Regions from separate parts of the Mus musculus genome. Here regions 2 and 3 are each linked to region 1. Evidence: chromatin contacts called from public Hi-C and HiChIP or PLAC-seq data. All regions are on one chromosome and are shown on one strand. The core of a region is the stretch at or near the end of the contact, and the rest is flanking DNA. Distances in the headings are between cores, read along the strand shown.

Region 1 (4,302 bases), core at 615-3,114:
TTCGGGCATTCCTACCCCAATTTCTTTGATACTGTGTATCATTGTAATCCCTGCTGTCTCTCTGCCTTTGGAAGGAATAAGGAACCAGTATGGGGTGTGCGGTGGGGGCTGGGGGGTGTGTATGGGACACGGGATTGTGCCGAGATGAACGTGGGAATTAAAAGAAAACTTTAATATTTATATATTTATTTTTAGTTTGCGTTCTATTTCTGCAAAGAAAAACTGGCGTTTCGTTTATAGTACTGTAAAGCTGCCTTGTCCTATACATCTATTTACAGGGATTTGGAAGAGGGGAAGAGTCCGTTTAAAGCATTTAAAGCAGGATACAAAGTGAGCGATCATTGTCAGGCTGGCTTGCACACATGGCTGTGTGCTAGGAAGGGCAGTGTCCTGGGCTGTCTTGGGAACACTGGAGGGAGGGAGGTGTGGTCCATCCCAGCACAGTACAAATTGTGGATGAAGTCAGAGCTGAGCTATGGCTAGAAAGGGGGAAAGCCTGGGCTCTCCAGGACTATGGGGCATCTTCTACGGGGTTTGCATGGATAGGGCATCTTCCAGTACCTCTGTGTGGCCTCAGGTGAGTAGGCTGATCTCTCTCTGAGCCTGTCCCCTCAGCAGCAAAATGGGACCAAAAGCCTATCTCCTACTCCTAAGTCTGCAGTGAGGTTGAAGTTGGAGCAGATGTGGGTCAGTCACGTGCCATAGTGAAACTGCCGCCAGCTCTCCCTCCCTCCCTTCCTTCTGTCCTTCCTTCCTTCCTTCTGTCCTTCCTCCTTTTGTATATTATCCTTTATTTCACTTGTCTATTTATACCTTATTCATACCTCTTAGAGACAGCATCCCACTCTGTTGCCCAGACTCGCCTAAACTCCTGGGATCAAGGGTTCTCTGGACCTCAACCTTCCAAGTGCCTGGCCCATGGGAGTACTCCATTCGGCTCGGAGCTATAGGTAAGTTTTATGACATGGTGGTCATCCTTGCTTGGATTTCCCATCATCCCTTAGCTCCTTCTATAGCCGATTCTATGGCTGACTAGTAAACTACACACCATCAGGAACACGTCCATAAGGTTGGGACCGTGTGCCATTCTGGGTGTTGACGAGGGATTCTGGACAGCGTCCTGCAGATAAAAACACACATCTGGGCTGGAGAGATGGCTCAGCGGTTGAGAGCACTGATTGTTCTCCCAGAGGTCCTGAGTTCAAATCCCAGCAACCACATGGTGGCTCACAACCATCCGCAATGAGATCTGATGCCCTCTTCTGCTGTGTCTGGAGACAGCTACAGTGTGCTCATATACATAAAATAAATAGATGATTCTTTTTAAAACACTGACACACCTATCTATCTATCTATCTATCTATCTATCTATCTATCTATGAATGATTGAACTCCCTCCTCTACCCTCCCCCAGGTTTTCACACTCCACTCCCATCTTGGCTGGCTTGCTATAGAGTGTCACTGAAGCCCCTAATTCAAGGATCACACACACCCTCCTTAGGATCCTTCTCTGACTATGAGACAGGCTCAGAGCCCACCTTCTGTGTAACCACAGTCCCTCAGGCTGACAAAGCACCTAGTCCAGACCATGTGCTTCTAGAATTTTCCCGACTCCACAGTGATCCTCAAGCCCTGTGAATACTTGCCCAGGGAATCGACAGTGGCAATCTTGTCCTGCCACCTCACTGGCCACCCACCACCCCAGGATACCCACTCAGATGGCACTTGCTACAGGGCCCTCCTCCCCTCCCGGGAGGAGATCAGAGAAGGTTCTAGGCCTCGGTTATCTCAAGGCTGGTTTCTGGTTCCAGCTGCCAGGCAGCCTGCTGTCTCTCTCTGGCCGAGCCAGGCCCCACAAGCCTGAAATAGAGATTCCTGTGGCTGTGCACTTTGTCTGTCCAGACGTTCTCACTTCTCGCGTCCGCCACCGGACGCATCGGCTCTGCGGGCTAAAAATACCCCTGACATTTGTGAAGGTCTGTGAGGGCCCGCCAGGCTCACTGCTAAGGAGTTTCTCTGCAAAAGTCATAGAAACAGGGTACCTACCGGGTTACCCTTGGCTCCCCCCACTGCTGGCCCACCCACTCTCTCACACTCTTACTCCTGAAGGTCTGGAAGAAACTTGCTCCCCATGTACCATGGAGCACCCCCTGTGTCTGTCTGCATACCAGTTTCCTAAGGATGGGATGAGCCACAGAACAGGCCCGCCCAGCAGGACTGGGGACATGAAGCCTCAGGAGCCTTCCTCTTCCTGAACATGCACACAGAAGCCATGTCCTCCAGCAAGGAGGTCAGGTCACACCACAACAGTGGGCCACGCCTTGACCTTGATCTTGCAGTTAGCAGAACTGGAAGAAGATAGATGTCCGCTCCTCCCCACCCAGGCCAAAGGCAGGTCACCATGGCAACCCAGTACTGGGCATGCCAGATTCCAGGAATGCTGCCCACATTTCCACACAACATGGTACACAGTAGGTGCCCAATACATGCTGTAGAATAATGCCCTATGCTTAGGAACTGGGATTCTGCACCCAGAGCTCTTGGGCTGAGATTCTGGCTCCGCCCCTGCCTCGGTGAGCTCCTGGGCCTCCATTTTCCTATCTGTAAAATGGAAGTAGTCATAGTACTCAGGCGGCTGGGGGTGGGGGTGGGGCAAATGAGTAGCCATTGCCACAGGGTCTGGAACAGACTTTGATCACGGAACATACAACTCATGGGTCAGCCATTGTTGGGTGATGTCTATCTTGCTCCTTGTCAGGAGTCAAGTTTCCCTTATCAAGTAGCTTCTCCCTCACGCTGCTAATATGGCTGCCAGGATCTCAAAGCTTAAATCCCAGCCATCAGCCTGGCCTTTGAGTCCTGACTTAACTCCGGAGGTAAGGCTACCTTACTAACCAATCTTACTTAGGTCATGTGTTGATCTAAGAACCAATCATGGTTAAGTCAGAAGGATGGCAAGCTCTGATTGGCTAGGCCTGACTGAGTTCACAGTAGAGACCTAATCATTATGTGGAGAGAGGTGAGACGTGAAAGTGCTGTGGTTGGCTGGGCCTGAGTCTGTCTCACAGGAGCCAAGGGTCCTGATGATGTCGCCCAAGGCCTGAGGCTGTAGTGAAAGAGGGTCTGGGTGCAGCTTCCAGACCTGGGGATACAGAACACATAGGTGTCCCAGGGCATCCAGAGCTCAAGTTTCAACTGTTGTGTGGCTTTTTCTGGGCATCTCTCGGTGGTGTGTGTGTGTGTGTGTACCCCTACATAGCATCATTTAAGAACATGAATCATATCTCTGGTCCCCAAGGCCACCCTGTTGTGGTGCCACACCTCTCCACTCAGCCTCACACACCCATCCACTGATCCACAGCGCCTCACTTTCCCCCTCCCCATCTGAGCCCGTCTTCAGCTGGGCTTTCCACCACCACCACCCCTACCAAGGACAATCACCCTCCCGGCAGAGTTTACACACACACACGTGCTCACGCACACACACACACAGAGCCACCCTCCCGGCAGAGTTTATAGCTTGGGCTCTGCTCACCGCGGGCTTGGTCCTAAAGTCAGCTTCCCTTCAACTAAGAAAAAACGCACTGAGTTCTGACTACTACGACCATGACTGACATCTTACAACCCACCCCGCATGTGGTGTGTACCAAATGCAACCACAGACTGGCCCAGGCTGGAGAAGGAGAAGCCCCCCCCTCTCCCAACACCCATCATAAATACATATTCAGATAATGCCCAGAATTAATGGGACTCGCATCCTAATAAATATCATCAGTTAGTGACTGCTGGAGGGAGATATATTTTGGTAAAATACAGCTTTTGTTTGGATGGAGGGTTCGGGGGTGGGTTTGCACGGAGCATAAATCTGCGCAGAGAAATATCTTTTGTGGATTCTTGAATTCCCACGGAGCTCTAAAAGCCTGGATTCGTGGGAACACCCGGGTTTCTGTTGGGGGAAGAATTAGTGTTGGGTCTTTGTGTATGAATCTCCCGTTCTAGAATTGTCTATGGACGGAGTTAGTGGCACAGAACTTGGAGCCTGGAGGGTATGAAACAGGCCTGGTGGTTGAGTGGGGAGGGTCGGGGAAATGGGGGTCTTAGCAGGACCCTGTGCACCGTGAATGAGTCCAGCCTGAGGCAGAAGGAAGGAGTGTGGCTCAGGCCGGAAGTGGATTGAGAGCCTACACTCACGGGGCGTAATTTTGGGTGGGGTAGAGCGAGGCTGTGAACCCCGTATTTTCCTGTTAAGGGCAAATTTGCAGAGATTGGGGGAATCGGGAGCTGTGTGGAGTAAACACACCG
Region 2 (4,302 bases), core at 525-3,024, 360 kb before region 1:
AACTTTCCCTCTCTCCATGTTCTTGGGAAATAACAATGACCTTTTAGAAAGTGTTCACCAAATATGACAATTTTTATTTGGGCTATGTAGGTTAATTGAATTTCAACTGGACTACTAGTAACTCTTATATACGTTCTAAGTTTTTCTTTTTAATTATTCACAGGTGGACCAGGGGTGTGGAGCTGGAGAGGCAATGCTATACTCCCTATCTAAAACTGACACCCCAGATCCATTTTTCTCTCTTTTTTTTTTAAAGTCATATTTATGGCCAGTCATGGTGAAGCAGGTCTTTGATCTCAGCAGGCAGGTGGATCTATGTGAGTTCCAGAACAGCCAGGGCTGTTACACAGAGAAACCCTGTCTCGGAAAAAACCAAACAAGAACAAAAACCACCACCGACAAGGTCATACTTATATTGCTTATATATGTGTGGCACAATCCAAGGGTGGAGGGCTGGGGACAATTCCAAGCATTTAAGTTTTCTTCTTCCACATGCCAGCTCCAGGGTTGAGAGTTAGGTGGTGAGCTTAGGCAGCCTGGGCCTTTACCTTCTGAGCTATCTGCTAGCTACTTAAAAAAAAAAAAATCCATGTAGACCAACAAGTCTGGAACTCAAGAGATCCAGTTGCCTGTCCAGAGCTGGGATTAAAGGCATGTGCCATAACCAGGGGTAACTCTTCATTGAATTGCCCCTTCTTGAGACTGGGTCTCTTGTAGCTTAGCCTGGCCTAGAATTCCCTCATGAAGGTGAAGATGACCTTGACTGTCTAATCCTCCTTCCATTTCCCAAGTGCTCGTACTACAGGCAAGAACACCATGCCTGCCTTTAATTCACTGGAATGACTTTAATAGGTTGAGGGTTTTTTTTTTTCCCTCGGCCCATCACCTTCTTAAGCAATTTCACTTAGAAAAGAAAGAAAAAAAAAAAAACCAATTTAAACTCATTTGAAAAAAGTTAACCATTTGTTTCCAATTTAATTACAACACCTTAAAAAAAAAAACGGACCAGTGTTTGGTGGCCTTCCCGAGTTAAAGTAAAAGTTTTTAAAAGGGGTCAAGGTCTAAAGTTGACATTCTTGGGAAAGTCTGTTTAGTCTTCACCGAGGGAGACCCCATCACCCAGTTCTACTACCAATCAGGTCCATTTCCCTTCGGGTCCCCTGAAGGAGGAACTAAGAAGTCCGAGCGAGCTAGGGGGAAAAAAAAAAAGAGGGTTCAAATGAAGGTCAGAGACCCAACAGTTCGCCGGGGTGAATAAAGTGGGGCAAAGTGAAGCAGCTGGCGGTGGCTTCTGAGGCGGCAAGCTTCCCCACGCTGGCAGGGCAAGTCGGCACGCAGTGGCACCTGGGGGCCTACTGTGTGCCAGGCCCCGATTGCAGGTCCCCGCCCCGAAGGTGCCCGCAGGCCATCCTCTAAGTTGTGATTTGGTGGGGTGGGGGTGGGGTGAAATCAAGGTCCTCCAAGGGGGTCGAGGACACCCGAGCAGCTCACGGCGCCCGTCCCCGAAGCAGATCCCGAAGTTCAGACCCGCCTTGGCGAGGGCGGATCCCTCCTGGCCCCCTCCACGGCCCTAGTTCGACCCCGGGGAGAGCGAACGCGGCCCAGCGCTGCGCCCCGCTCCTCACGTGTCCCTGATCGGCCCCCCGGGCCGTCTCACGTTCGACTTCCGCCTGACCCTTCCGACTTCCGGTAAAGAGTCCCCCCCCCCACCCCCGACACCTCCCCCGCCCCGGGTCTGTTTCGCATCTCCGCGCCCTCCAGGCCCGCGTCAACCCCGTCCGCGTCCGCCAGCCCGGGTCCCATGCGTTCGTCCACCGCCGCCGCTCAGCGGCCCGCGGCGGGGGACCCCGAGCCGCGCCGCCCGGCGGGCTGGGCCGCGCGGCGCTCGCTCCCGCGGACGGCGCGGCGCGGCGGGCGGGGCGGCGCGGTGGCGTATCCCTCCGCCGGCCCTCCCCCGCGCGGCCCCGGCGCCCCTCCCCGCGGGCCGCGCTCGCCACCCTGCGCCTCAGACTGTTTTGGTAGCAACGGCCACGGCGCGTCCCGGCCCGGCTCCCGGCGGCTGCTCGGTGTCTGCGGGCCTCCCCGCCCCTTCGTCGTTGTCCTGCTGCCTCTGGCCCCCGCGGCCACGCCGGCCCGCGCCTGCCCGCCCGGCGTCCGCGCGTCCCCGCCGCGCTCCGGCGTCTCCTCCTCGGCGCGCCCGGCACCCGGCTGTCCCCGCCCGGCGTGCGAGCCGGTGTATGGGCCGCTCACCATGTCGCTGAAGCCGCAGCCGCAGCCGCCCGCGCCCGCCACTGGCCGCAAGCCCGGCGGCGGCCTGCTCTCGTCGCCCGGCGCCGCGCCGGCCTCGGCCGCGGTGACCTCGGCTTCCGTGGTGCCGGCCCCGGCCGCGCCGGTGGCGTCTTCCTCGGCGGCCGCGGGCGGCGGGCGTCCCGGCCTGGGCAGGTGGGTGTCAGCTCCCCCAGCCCCCTCCGCGCCGGGCCGATCCCGCGCCGCTCGTCCCCTCCCCCGCCTCGCGCCCCGTGACCGGCCGGCTTCGCGATGTGCCGGGGGGCCCGCGGAGGGGCGGGAGGCGCCGGCAGATTCCTTCGGGCTTCTCGGGCCGTGTCCAGCCTCCCGCACCATCGCGTCCCCTCCCCCCAGACGGCCAAGATGGACGGCCCTGGCGGCCCCCTGCCCCTCCCGGGTGTGCCAGGGGCGATTGGTATCCCGCCCCACCCCCTTGCTGCGCCCCCCCCCCCGATAGAAGGGCGGCTGAGCCTGGGTGCGGGTCGCAGGGGGTGGGGGGATCCTCTCCTGAAATGAGCCTCTTTGCCGGGTGGGGAGTCGGGAGGGAGGAGGGGAGATTGAGGCCCAGCCGCCCCAGGTAGGGTCAAGCCGGGTGTCCTGCATATCTATCCCCCGCCCCGCAGACCCTGGGAAGGTGGGCGACGGAGGCGAGGTGGGTGCCAGCGGCCTAACGCACCCATCCCCCTTTAGATCTGGGGCGGCGGGGTTCCCGCAGCGGGCCGTTCTTCCCCTCCCCCCCCCCAACTGGGGAAGGGGTGGGAGTGCCCGGCTCCCTCCAGGCCCGCCTCCCTCCTTCCCCGCAAGGTCCCCTGCGCGCGGGTGGTGGCCGATCCGCATTGCTGTTCCTCGTCCGCGGAGCAGAAGGCGCCTTTGAATAGAGGTGGGCGAGGGCCGGACTCTTGAGGTGGGTTGGCCGCGGGCTCTGGACACGCACCGCATTTTCCCTCCCAACCCCCCCCCCCCCCGGCCCAGTTCCTGCAATTTTTAGGGGTGAGGCGCCGCAACAGAGGAGTTGGTGCGGGTCCGAAGGCAACAACTCCCGAGTGTTGGCTTGCGCCCTGGTCCCCCTCTCCCCTTCCCTGGGCCCGATCTCGTTGGTAGGCTGGGGTGCTGTCCTGTGTGACTGGACTCTGGAGGGTGTGTGCGTGCGGGGGTGGGGAGTGGTGGGGGTGCTTGTCAGTTCGTATTTCACGAACTAAGAAAATGCTTAGTGTTAAAACGGAGAGGCAGATGCCAATAGACTCCATTCCATTGTGGCCGGTGTCCTTAACTTGGGAAACGCCGCCGCCAGAGCTTACCAAGGGCATGCAAGTCCTTTTCCCCTGTGCCCCTGTGTTACAGGCACTACTGTGCCTCCCTCTGGCCTAGGCCTGGCTGGCAGGGCCTGGAGCAGCCTCCTCCTTAAATAGACATCCAGGACTTAGGAGGTGGGCAAGGGGATTTTTCTTGTACGGAGTTTTCTTCTTAGCCGCATTGTCCTGCTGTCCGTTTCCAGAGAGTGTTCCTCTACAGCAGAAGTTAACCCCTAGGGTGAATCAGAGCCGAGGTTTTAGGGAATTCTTCTGGGAACAGTATGTTTTTTACTTTATTCCTCCACACTCCCAATTTTCCCTAACATGAGGCATTTCAAACCCTGCTTAGCTTGCCTCGTTCAAGTTAAACCATCATTTTATTTCCCCATCTCTGTGAAGTTAGGGTTTTGTAAGTTGTTTCTTTTCTGTCCTTGACTTTTAGTGAAAAACGAAAAGATACTTAAATGTAACTTTAAGGATGCATCCTGTTTTTCTTTGCTTTTTCATGTTTTCTCTTTAGTTATCAGAAAGTGACGTGTATGTCACTTTCACTCAAATACAAATTAAAGCTAAAGTTCCTAGGCTTCACCAGCTCTCTTTAGGCTTAAACATTAGATGGTAGCTGAGTTGACTCCACAGGGAGGTGAGCAGGGTGTGAGTGCCAGCAATCTTTTTCTGCAGTTGAGGTGCTGCAAAAGTGAAAGGCATTTCGAGTCTTCCTTGC
Region 3 (4,302 bases), core at 599-3,098, 260 kb before region 1:
GAACTTGCTATATAGGCCAGGCTGGCCTTGAATTCAGAGATCCACCTGCTTCTGCCTCCCAAGTGCTAGGATTAGAGGTGTGAACAACCATACCAGCTAAATATTTTTTAACATGTATAGTTTAATGCAGATAAGTTTTTTTTTAAGTACAATAAGCATAAAGAAATAGGATTTCCTGTAATCCTTCTGCCTGACATCTGCTTGTTAATATTCATATATTCTCCCAGAGCTTTAATTATACCCTTTTAGACAGACACATTTTAGTATGAATAGTGTGATACTTAAATTTATATTTTTATGTCATGAACCTTGGGATTTACTACCCAAGGGCCTGTGGTGACATTTGTGTTGCTGTGAAAAATTATGTATCATGAGTTTGCTTAAATACTGTTTTATCTGGGTACCTTGCTTATGACAAGGCTGTTTGATGGATGCCATGTTGGTCTTTTTATCAGTTAACGGTTCTCTATCAGATAATAATCTTATTCTTTTTATTTAAGCAAGTCAGCGTGTGGACTTGCTACCTCAGTACAGAAGGAAAGCCTTCCGGTTCAGTCCTGTTCGCTTGTAAATCTCTGCAGCAATGCTTATTTACAGTGCTGGTCACCCCTGACCAAACGAACTGTGCGTGAATACAAAAGATCACTGAATGTGTCGGCCTTTCCAGAGCATCAGGAATGCACACCTCAAGAGGCTAATTTACCTTTCTATTTCCCACATTCAGCATGTCCCAAATTACCATACAACAAGGAGACAAGCCCTTCTTTCTACTTTGCCAGTGAGTTGGGGTTTTTATACTAATTTTAACTACACAGTAAACACTATTTAAGGGATACGTGTTAAAGTAGCTAATTTGTTGGAGAACATTTTCTTTCTACCAGACAGAATTATTCAAAGTATGCATGTCTGGGCTGGGGATGTGGCTCAGTGGTGGAGTAACTTGCTCTAGCATGCACCAGGCCCTGAATTCATTCCCTAGTACAAAAAAAAAAAAGGTAAAGTTAAGATTTGTGGCTCTGTTTGTATAATTCAGAGTTTTGACAAAAGAACTATGTCTTATGTCATAGCTTAAGAAAATTGGAATCAAAGACTGAGTTCTTTCAGGAAGCCATTTTGAATACAACGCAAGAGTGTAGCTGTATGGGAAATACCTTGTTTTCCTCATTCTGGGAGACTTTTTCTGAACTGTTGGTAGTATTTTATACTAAGCCACAAGCTTGTGCAAAGCTTAAAGTACTAGTGAGTAGTGTTCTGGGCTGCAGAGAAGTGACCTCACTGAGATTCCTGTAGCACAGGTGAAGTAGTTAGAGACACAGTTCTGTCTTAGCGCTATTTGCATGACTAGAGGCTTAAAGTGTGAAGGCCTCTGGAAGTGTCCTGAAGCCTGTAACAATGTGTGGTCTAGGCTACCTTCTTCCCTAAGGGAGCTTAGGAGATGGAGTTTTCCTGCTTTACCGGGAAGCAGATCATGGGCTTTGATAGGCTAATTACTAAGAGACCTTTTAGAAATGTGTGTGCTGATGTCACTTTGTATGAAACATGAGTCCTAACAAACAATAAGATTTAATGTTATTAAATTTGGGACTAAATTTTGGGCTATTTTGGAATGACTACTCAATCATCAGGGTTTTGGAAACATTTTTACCTTAAATTTTCATTAATTAGTTGCTACTTTTTGGTGCCTGGGATAAGTTAACAAATAGAGCCCTTTCATGTGCTCTTGGAAAAGTAGTCTTATTGAGAATGTCCCTGAGGATTTCAGGAGCACAGTTTGAGGTCTCTAGTGCAGTTATCCTTACCATCCTGCTGGCTGTTACAGTCATAGTCATTTCCTTGGCAGATGGCTGAAAGGTCTTGAATCATCCCTAAGCACTAACAGCCTGAGCACAGCTTCCTCATGAAAGGAGTCAGCACTAAAGCCAGCAGCTGTTGTTGGGGATTTTAGTCACCGCAGTGTTCTGCCCTAGTCCACTGCGGTTTTGCCTCGCCTTAGTGTGATGTCTTTTATCCCCTCTGCCCCCTAAAATCTCCTTGAGTTATATCCCCTTTTTGGAATTATTGAAGTTGGAGGATCCTGTTCTGCTTATTTTCAGTGTTTCCAGTGCTAGTGATCACGAATGACTTGTACATCCAAGGTCAAAATGATAGAAACTATTTACAGAGTGAACATCTGGTCCTGAGGACTGAATTCGCTTTTGTTAACCTCATGACTTAGGGGACTGTTTCTGGAATCTAGTTAATGTTAAAAAAAGAGTTGACATATTTAGAATTTTAAATACTTAAGTCAAGAAGCGCTTTGTCCTCTCACCCAACTCTCGGGAGACTGTTTGAGCCTTGTAAGTAGTAGTTTAGCTGCTGAATAACGATTTCAGAACATCTGAGGGGATTCATGGTCTTTCTAGTCTCCCAAGTAGTTAAATTAACCAGCAGAGGAAAAGCCATTCAATCCTGCCCTTGGCTGAGAGCCTTGCTTGCCACTCTCCAAAGACTGCTCTTGGTTACCTTCCCCAGTCTTTTCTGTTCTGTTGTTTCTCTAATTTCCCTCTCCCTGATTTTTTTTTTAAAGATTTATTTATTTATTATATGTAAGTACGCTGTAGCTGTCTTCAGACACACCAGAAGAGGGCATCAAATCTCATTACAGATGGTTGTGAGCCACCATGTGGTTGCTGGGATGTGAACTCAGGACCTTCGGAAGAGCAGTCAGTGCTCTTAACTGCTGAGCCATCTCACCAGCCCCTCTCCCGCTTTTTATTGCCCTTAGTTTTGCTGTTGCTGGAATTACAGTGTTGGTTCCCATTTCCCGATTTCTCACATTATAGTCAAGGGGAAAGGGTTACATAAGGTACTTGTTTTTTAGGCCTCTTTGAGCCAGAAAGTGAGCAGATGGAAACATTTCTCTGGATGCTCCTGAAAGTGTTTTGTTAAAATGCATACTAGGGCCTGGAGAGACAGCTCAGCAGTTCAGAGCACTGGTTACTCTTGCAGAGGATTCAGGTTTGGTTGCCAGCACCCATGTGTAACTATATCTGTAACTGTAGTTCCATGGGATCCAGTATTCTGTGCTGGTCTCTGTGAGCACTGCACATGTGTGTGTTGCACTGGCAAAACACTCATATGCATATAATAAAAATCAATCTTTTTAAAAGATGTCTAATAGGGCCAGGAAGGTGGCTCAATGATAAGAACACACTTCCTGTGAGAGCCTAGCCTTTAAATGCCCTTTTATATAAAAATAAAATTTTAAACTGGATGTGGTAGTGAAAGTGTGGCCCTGCCATGTGAAGAGCTAAGGTGGGAGGGTCAGCTGCTGTCAAGCTTGAGGGTTGCGTGGGTTCCACCAAGCCCTGCCTCTAGTTATTCAATCTTAAGAACATGGCTCAGTGTAGCTCAGTGGTAGACTGTGTACTTAGGATGCAGGAGGCTCTGGCTCCAATCTTAAGCATAAACTATGAGTAATAAAGCTGTTTGATTTTGATCCTGGCTGGGTATGGTACCCCGGTGCGGATCCACTTGGAAGATGGAGTTGGGGAGGGTGGGTTCCAGGCCAACTTAAGCTATAAAAGAAGAAAAACCAAACAAAGAAGGGAAAGGATCTTTTAATTCTCTTTCCAAGTGACAGTATCAAGACTTTCCCATTTTCCCAGTTGACAGATGTAATTCTGAGACTTGATGGACATAGTTACTATGACTGCGGTGGCCGTGTTTCCACTGCATTTTGCTAGAGCTTCCTTCAGAGTTACTTGTTTTCCCACCTGTTCCAGGACTGGAACTCAGGGCCTTCTGTGCAAAGCTTTGCACTGAGCTGTGTCTCCAAGCCTTTTATTTATGTTTTCTTAAACTTTTTTTTAGTTTGAATACTTGAGCTCCTATATCCTCTATCTTTATGAAATCTCATAAATAAACATTTAGGGTTGCTTTCCCTCAGTTGGACTTAACATTGCTATAAAGGAAACACTTACTAAACACTGGATGGGGCTTTAATGTTTGTGGTTTTAGAATGAGACATGTGGACCAGTTATCACCATCTAGCAGCCTAGTCTATAGTTGCAGACCTGTAGTTGTTGTCTCTAAAAACAAAAGTCGTTCTTAAGTGCTTTTCACAGTCAGGGAATTAGAGGATGGACTGGTCTCCCTGACTCACTGAAAACATTGTGACGTTAGGCTGCCGTAGTTTTCTCTTTACACATCTGTTGACTAATACAGTCAGGGAAACTGTACCAGGTTCTAAACACAGTTGCCTTCATCAGTCTCACCTGGATACTGAGGGACACTGGTGAGTGAGGGCTGTGGCCTTGGCAG

The links. Hi-C and Micro-C count contacts between places; a contact is called where the count stands out from the background. HiChIP or PLAC-seq counts read pairs in DNA pulled down with a chosen protein or histone mark.
Region 2: a contact with region 1 is called in an H3K27ac HiChIP or PLAC-seq map of embryonic stem cells, with 2.9 times the contacts expected there. The contact joins the promoter of Atxn2 here to the enhancer-like site in region 1. A contact is called at or near these places in 11 of 39 promoter capture datasets (the C10 cell line, the HPC-7 cell line, cranial neural crest and 5 more), 3 of 484 Hi-C or Micro-C datasets (all in embryonic stem cells), 14 of 115 datasets of contacts at active chromatin or transcription factors (embryonic basal ganglia, embryonic forebrain, embryonic hindbrain and 5 more) and 1 of 9 other capture datasets (embryonic stem cells).
Region 3: a contact with region 1 is called in a Hi-C map of myocytes, with 1.6 times the contacts expected there. The contact joins two enhancer-like sites. A contact is called at or near these places in 1 of 15 datasets of contacts at CTCF or cohesin (embryonic stem cells), 7 of 484 Hi-C or Micro-C datasets (B cells, the Ba/F3 cell line, bone marrow-derived macrophages and 4 more), 6 of 115 datasets of contacts at active chromatin or transcription factors (T-cell acute lymphoblastic leukemia, bone marrow-derived dendritic cells, embryonic basal ganglia and 2 more) and 1 of 9 other capture datasets (pancreatic islet).

The regions. Positions count from the first base shown.
Region 1 is chr5:122,069,262-122,073,563 of GRCm38.p6, forward strand. No RefSeq gene overlaps it. Among named protein-coding and RNA genes, the nearest start is that of Gm52786, 16 kb to the left of the region's middle. Within about 2 kb of position 1,865, at least 27 of the 459 cell types and tissues checked have an H3K27ac peak or open chromatin away from gene starts, as enhancers often do. A contact at or near this core is called in embryonic stem cells, microglia and myocytes, where this site is marked.
Region 2 is chr5:121,709,835-121,714,136 of GRCm38.p6, forward strand. It overlaps Atxn2 (ataxin 2), which reads left to right and starts at 1,775. Exons shown (of 25, transcript NM_009125.2): 1 at 1,775-2,442. The coding sequence starts at 1,802.
Region 3 is chr5:121,805,498-121,809,799 of GRCm38.p6, forward strand. Atxn2 (ataxin 2) reads left to right here. Exons shown (of 25, transcript NM_009125.2): 21 at 725-778. Among named protein-coding and RNA genes, the nearest start is that of Mir7031, 12 kb to the right of the region's middle. Within about 2 kb of position 1,849, at least 51 of the 459 cell types and tissues checked have an H3K27ac peak or open chromatin away from gene starts, as enhancers often do. A contact at or near this core is called in myocytes, where this site is marked.